2 separate regions of the Sus scrofa genome follow, and region 2 is linked to region 1. A link is a contact called in public Hi-C data. All regions are on one chromosome and are shown on one strand. The core of a region is the stretch at or near the end of the contact, and the rest is flanking DNA. Distances in the headings are between cores, read along the strand shown. Region 1 holds the start of ITGB7 (integrin beta-7). Region 2 holds the start of PFDN5 (prefoldin subunit 5).

Evidence for each region. A called contact is a pair of places that touch in the nucleus more often than the background predicts.
Region 2: a Hi-C map of embryonic fibroblasts shows a contact between it and region 1, with 2.1 times the contacts expected there. The contact joins the promoter of PFDN5 here to the promoter of ITGB7 in region 1. A contact is called at or near these places in 5 of 5 promoter capture datasets (fetal liver, fetal skeletal muscle, liver and 1 more), 30 of 47 Hi-C or Micro-C datasets (adipose tissue, alveolar macrophages, blood and 14 more) and 2 of 2 datasets of contacts at active chromatin or transcription factors (alveolar macrophages and skeletal muscle).

The regions. Positions count from the first base shown.
Region 1 is chr5:18,432,942-18,436,366 of Sscrofa11.1, reverse strand. It overlaps ITGB7 (integrin beta-7), which reads left to right and starts at 1,991. Exons shown (of 16, transcript XM_003355416.5): 1 at 1,991-2,083; 2 at 2,255-2,419. It overlaps RARG (a long non-coding RNA gene), which reads left to right. Exons shown (of 9, transcript XR_002343956.1): 9 at 1-100.
Region 2 is chr5:18,511,160-18,514,614 of Sscrofa11.1, reverse strand. It overlaps PFDN5 (prefoldin subunit 5), which reads right to left and starts at 1,978. Exons shown (of 6, transcript XM_005652565.3): 1 at 1,825-1,978; 2 at 1,516-1,618; 3 at 1,179-1,210. The coding sequence starts at 1,896.

The DNA of each region.
Region 1 (3,425 bases), core at 742-3,241:
GTGCTGTCCCCTCCCCTCTGTTTACATCTCCCCCCTTCACCGCGCTGTATCGCATATTGCTGAGTTTTCTATTTTTGCAAAATAAAGTGATGGAAACTCACGGGCTGTGGCTCCCTCTAGGAAGAAGCAGGGGAAATGGCCCGCCGACCCGGAGAGGGACTGGCGAGGAGGGTGGATTCTGCAGCTTTCTTAGGGGAACTAAGGAAACAGAATGCAACCTATCAGGTGGGGGAAAGGGAGCCTCTGGTTGTGCATAAGTGCAGTGGGTATCTGCTCTTCTCTGGGGGCGGCGGGGAGGCTGGGGATGCCATTGAAATTTCATTTGATTTCCATGAGGTGTCCCCCTGACCCCCCCGGGCCCCAGAAGAAAAGAACCCCAGCATGCATCTGAGTTACAGTGTTTCTGTTTTATGCCAATAGCTCAGGCTGTGAGCCACTCACTCTGTGACCCCACTTTCACCTTCTGAAAAGGCCCCACCCTTCTCCCCATGACACCCCCCCTGTTACCTTTGGTCCTAATAGCTCTCCTTGCCCTGCATGCCTTAACCTCTGCAACACCCCAGTGTCAGCCCCACTGCCTTTGGCCTCTGCCCCTGTGCCCCTGGACTTGCCCCCTGTGACTCCCATCAGCATCTATCCCACCCCGCCCACCTTCCTCCCTGGGACAGTGGCCTACCTGCCCTCGGCTGTCTTCACCGGCTGTCTTCACCGGTGACCTGTGCCTGTGGGGGAGGGAGGTGGAGGATGTGGGAGAAGGGGAGGAGTGGGAAAAGCAGAAGAAGAAAGTGAAAGAAGCTCTAGAGGAAACCACAGGGCCTATGGGGAAGGAGGGGTCATTGCCATGGCAACCTTGCTTGTGGGGGAAGGGCAGAGGTCTCAGAGCCAGAGGCCTGGCTGAAGCCCACCCAGAGAAAGGACCCCCTTCTCTCCAGGGGCTCCTCCAGCAGCTACCCTCCTACACCCCATATGATGGGCCCTGAACACCTGCTGGGGGACAGGGCGCCGTGGCCTCTTAGCAGGGAAGACAGACCTGTGGACACAGCCATCACATCCAGTTCCTTTCCAAAACTCCCTGTGGTCAAGTGTGGGCCTCAACCCCTTGGCCCTGTGGGCCTTCTCCCTGACCCACTCCAGCTGCCAGACCGGTGCTCAGCTTCAGCCAGTTTGCCGCCTCCACCCCTGTCTTGGGGTCCACTACCGTTCTGGCTCCTTGGCTCCCCAATCGCGTTCTCTGAGCCTGGCCCTGGGCCTGTCTCTCCAACTTTCCAGTTGTCTGGACCTTGATTCCCTCAAAGCCTCCCGCCCCCATTACTTCTCGTCCACCGACTGACTTATTGAACCCTTCGTAAGTGCCACGTTCTCCTCTAAGCAATCAGTACAAATTCCCTCATTTACTTCTCACAACCATCCTATGAGTGCCACTTGACCGATGAGAAAAGAGCCACAGGCACAGTAAGCAACTGACTAGGTCCCCACTACCCATGAGTAACAGAGCCAGGATTGGAACTTGGGGCCTTTGGCCCCAGAGCCCACAGAGCTGAGCACCCGTTGCAAGACAGTGGTTTTCAGAATGAACAATAGTCGCTAACCTCCCGCCACAGGACTTCTTGCCTCCAAATTTTTTCTTCCTTATCACGGTCCTATATGAGGAAGTGGAGATACTATCAATTTGGGAGGCAGGCAGACCTCGATTTAAATCCAGACCAGCTAATTGCTGCCTATGTGACCTTGGGCAAAATTCTTCGTATTGCTAAACCTCTACGTCTGTAAAATCAGGGGGCTGCGAGGAGGTTCACACCTATGTCCGAAAATTGTTGTGACGATTAATTCTAACATTTCGATGCACCTGGCACATAACAGGGGCTCCGCAGATGAGCTTCCTTGCTTCCTTCTTCCAGACACCTGTATCTTCAACTCCCTCGGCCCAGTTTCACCCTTATCTGCTCCACCTTCTAGATCAGTCACCCCCACCACCCTCCAGTCTCCCCCACCCGGGGCGTGTCACTTCCTCCTCTGCAGCCTCCCAGATCAGTACACAAAGGCTGCCGCTACCACCGGAGGAAGGGCTGCTCCTCATCCACCTGTGAGTACCAGGGCCTAAGCCCTCCTGCCTCCTCTCCTTCCCAGCCAGGCCCCACCTGGTCCCACCCTCCTGGGAAGAGGGCTCTCACCTGAAGACACTCCGTTGAGTCTGGAGAAAGCCTCTGAAGTCCTTTCTGCATCCCAAGATCTCCTGTCTCTGTTCCTTCCTCAGAAGCACTCCCCCTCCCGCGCCTCCCCCCAGCCTCTGCTCCCCCCTCCCATCTCTTTTACATTCGTTTCCCACTGGAGAGAGGAAAAGGAGGAAGGGGATGCCTGAGTGCTAGCATTTGCCTGCTGCCCAGCATTTGCCTGCTGCCCCGGTGCCAAGGATTACAAGGTAAGGGTCTCCCAATATTACTCCCCAGCTGCCTATTGCCTGGTGCTTGGCTCAGACCTCCATTCCGTCGGCACCTTGGTCACAGAGCCCACACTCCTGGGAGACCGTGGCTCAGAGGCTTGGTTCTGCCCCCTCCTTGTGATTCTGGGTGGGCAGCAGAGGATGCCGTCTGACTTGAAAGATCTGGATGGGTCCGGAAGACATTCTGTTTCTCAGCAGCTGAGGGGGCTTTAGGGTGTGTACTGAAGTCAGAATGAAGTCCAGGAAAATTGTCAACCCCAGAGGGAGGGAAGGAAAAACTGGCCAAGACCTCGAGGAAGGAGAAAGGCGAGGAGCTAGAGCCCACAGGGGCTGGTGGGGAGAAGGCACAATTTTCCATGAAGATGGTGCCTGGGTTGGATGGGGAGGAAAGCAGCCAAGCAAGAGGTCTGGCCTATGTCAGTCCCTGCTCAGCTCAAGGTCACTGGAGGACCTTGGACAAGTCACTTACCCACTCTGGGTTTCCCGTTGCAAAAAAAGGGGGGTTGAAAGAGAAGGTTCTGCCATTCTATGGCTAGGATCAGAGGGGAAAAGGAAGAAAAACAAAGAACTCAAGTTCCCGTCATGGCTCTGTGGTTAACGAATCTGACTCGGAACCATGAGATGGCAGGTTCGATCCCTGGCCTCGCTCAGTGGGTTAAGGATCCAGCATTGCTGTGAGCTGTGGTGTAGGTTGCAGACGCAGCTCGGATCTGGCGTTTTTGCTGTGGCTCTGGTGTAGGCCGGTGGCTAAAGCTCCAATTAGACCCCTAGCCTAGGAACCTCCATATGCCTTGGGTGCGGCCCTAGAAAAGACAGAAAGACCAAAAAAAAAAAAAAAAAAAAAAACCAAAAAAAACAAAAACACACACACACACACAGCAACAACAAAAAAGTAAAACAAAGAACTGTGAATAAATGGAGAAGAGGCCAAGGGATGTAATCAGATTTTTTAAGAGGAAGAAGAGACAGAGACAGAGAAAGACAG
Region 2 (3,455 bases), core at 729-3,228, 78 kb before region 1:
AGGCTAGGGGTCAAATCGGAGCTGTAGCCACCGGCCTATGCCAGAGCCACAGCAACGCGGGATCCGAGCCGGGTCTGCAACCTACACCACAGCTCACGGCCACGCCGAATCCTTAACCCACTGAGCAAGGCCAGGGATCAAATCCGCAACCTCATGGTTCCTAGTCGGATTCATCAACCACTGAGTCATGATGGGAACTCCATAAAGACTAGATGCAGTGTTTCTTTTTTCTTTTTAGGGCCACACCTGCAGCATATGGAAGATCCTAGGCTAGGGGTTGATTCGGAGCTGCAGCTGCCAGCCTACACCACAGCTCACGGCAACACCAGATCCCCAACCCAGCGAGGGAGGCCAGGGTTAGTAGTGGATTGTTTCTGCTGCGCCACAATGGGAACTCCTGGAATGATTTTTCCTGATGCTGTTAAATAGTAAAAGTGAAAAGCCAGCCTCATTTCTCCTTTAACACTCCCAACCATGAAGTAGGTCATTCCCAATAGATTTAATGTTCCTTATCTAAGCAGTCCCTACTATGCGGCTATTCCTGTGTTTCTTTTTCAGCCTATCAATTCTCAGGTGCAGTTTATAGGTGCCCTGTTAACACAATTGGCTCATTCAAGTAAAACACTCAACAGATAGACACAATCCAGGCTTCTCAGTAACAACGGATTAGAAATAAGATCCACAATTAAACTAAAATTGAAGATTAATAAACAGAGCCAACCCCCTTGTCTCTATATCCTCTCTTCTTCCACTGCTTCTGTTTTCTAAGTTATTAGTAAAAAGGGTAGGGAGCTCCTGCTGCGGTGCAGCAGGTTAAAGACCCAGTGTTGTCTCTGAGGTGGCTCAGATTCAATCCCTGGCCCCGGAACTTCCACATGCTGCGGGTGAGGCAAAAGAACCCAAAAAACAAGTCAAAAGTGTAAACCACCAGTTTTATCTCCCTATTAGATTATATCCTCAAACAGCGAAGGAAAAAAATCACACCTCAATTCTACATACACCTTGGTGCTCACCAAACATTAGCTGGATGTTGGCTCCAATGAGATAGCAGAGCTACGAAGTGTGTACTGAGTATTCTCAGAATCTCTGGAGCAATTAGAACCTCTGCCCTTTTTTGCAGGGTAGGGGGTGAAGGAGAAAAGGAGTGGGCGGGGAAACAGTTCCTGCAGAAAGGATACAGAACTCGTCAGTGGGACGAGTAATTCTTTCCCTGTGAAAGCAATTAAGACAGACATGTAGGGAAGGTGGACTTCTCCAGCCTTTACACGTTCAAGGGAGTTTCAGCACCGCACAGCGCCCAGAGACTGTGCGATAAGTATGGAAATAGGGGCAACAGGAGAAGAATGTCCTGTACATTTCAAGTCTACCAAGGCAACATGCAAAGGGCTCCTGCAGCAGTATGCAATACGTAAAGGACCGTTCTCTCGTCTCAGATAAGGACAACTGGATAAGGAAGAGAGAGGAAAAGCCGGCTCGCCCCAACCCCCAGCTTGCCTTCACGCGCCTACCGCATACCCTCGTTGCTCTTGTTCAGCACGTTCAGACAGTCCTTGGCTTCCACATACTTGGTCTGTACCACCTTGAGCTGGGCAATGGACGTGGACAAGAACTCCACTTCCTAGAGAGAAGAGGAATGAGGGTTAGTACGGGGGCTGGTGGGAGAGGAGGGCACCGCCGGGAAGGGGCGGGTGCTGGGACCGAGTCGGGGTTTTGCCTGGGAAGGGAAACCTCCTCCCTCGGCTGGGGAAGAATGGGGAGCGAGGGAGTACGCGTGGCGGGAAGGAAGTGAGGTGGAAAGGGGTGTCTTTGGGGGCCTATTCCCACCTGGTCCAGCTGGTTCTTGAGCATTTCCAGCTGCGGCAGATTCAGCTCGGTAATGTTAACCGACTGCGCCATGTTGGGAAGGAGGACTAACGAAGCGGAAGCCGCCGGGTGAGCAACGCTCTAGCCGTCCTCTGCGCCTCTCGATGGCTACGCCGGGAGGCCTCGCTGCCCCCGACATCTCTATGGTCTTCCGTCCGGGAGCGGAGGAAGAGCTGGGTCTTCTCTGTGATTTACTTGCGTTGGAGTGGAAGAGACAGCGGCGCTTTCTTTTTTAAAGACCGAACTGGAGGCATATGGAGGTTCGTAAGCTGGGGGTCGAACTGGAACTGCAGCTACCGGCTTAAGCCACAGCAGCGCGGGATCCGAGCTGTGTCTGCGACCTACACCACAGCTCACTGCAACGGCCGATTCTTAACCCACTTAAATAAGGACTGGGATCGAGCCCGCAACCTCATGGATACTAGTCCGGTTCCTTATCGCTGAGCCACGATAGGAACTCCCAGGAGCGCTTTCATTACACAAAACATCCCAAGCCTAGCGTCGACAAGTTGCAGCAAACAGGATTCCTGTGAATTTAAGAATCTTTTTTTTTTTTGTCTTTTTGTTGTTGTTGTTGTTGTTATTGTTGTTGTTGTTGCTATTTCTTGGGCCGCTCCCCGCGGCACATGGAGGTTCCCAGGCTAGGGGTTGAATCGGAGCTGTAGCCACCGGCCTACGCCAGAGCCACAGCAACGCGGGATCCGAGCCGCGTCTGCAACCTACACCACAGCTCACGGCAACGCCGGATCGTTAACCCACTGAGCAAGGGCAGGGACCGAACCCGCAACCTCACGGTTCCTAGTCGGATTCGTTAACCACTGCGCCACGACGGGAACTCCTGAATTTAAGAATCTTAAAAAGAGTTCCCGTCGTGGCTCAGCAGAAACGAGTCTGGCTAGCATCTATGAGGACGCTGGTTCGCTCCCTGGTCTCGCTCAGCGGGTTAAAGATCCAGCATTGCCTGTGAGCTGTGGTGTAGGTCTCAGACGCGGCTGGGATCCCACGTTACTGTGGCTGTGGTCCGCAGCTACAGCTCCAATTTGACCCTTAGCCTGGGAACCTCCAAATGCTGCGGGTGCGCCCCCAAAAAGACCAAAAAAAAAAAAAAGTAAACCATGTGGGTGATATAAACCCTAGTGACAACTGGCAAGGAAGGAAGAAGCTTGTTAAGTTCTCTGGTCGTAAAAGGAGGCTTTGGGCAGATGAAGCGGGACTAGAGATGGAGTGGAGATGAGTGGGTGGAGAGAACACAAAGGAGGTACCTCATCAACCAACAAACACAGCAACAGGTTTGTTACTCAATAGTGTTACCATGTGCTAGAAGTGAGGAATACTGCTAAAGTGTATAGCACTGACAGCTTTAACAGTTGTATGTGGGGAGAACAGCAGCCTCTAGCATCCAGTTAGAAAGGGGACAGGACAACTGAGGCATTACAGCTAGTGTCACTCCCCAGATTCTGGAGGGCAGGAACACAGGATAGACATCAGAGTACCTGGCCAAGACTCTCTCTCGCTCTTTTTTTTTTTGTCTTTTTTTTTAGGTCCGCACTTGCAGCATAATGGAAAAGCTGTAGCCACAGCTGAGCCACACC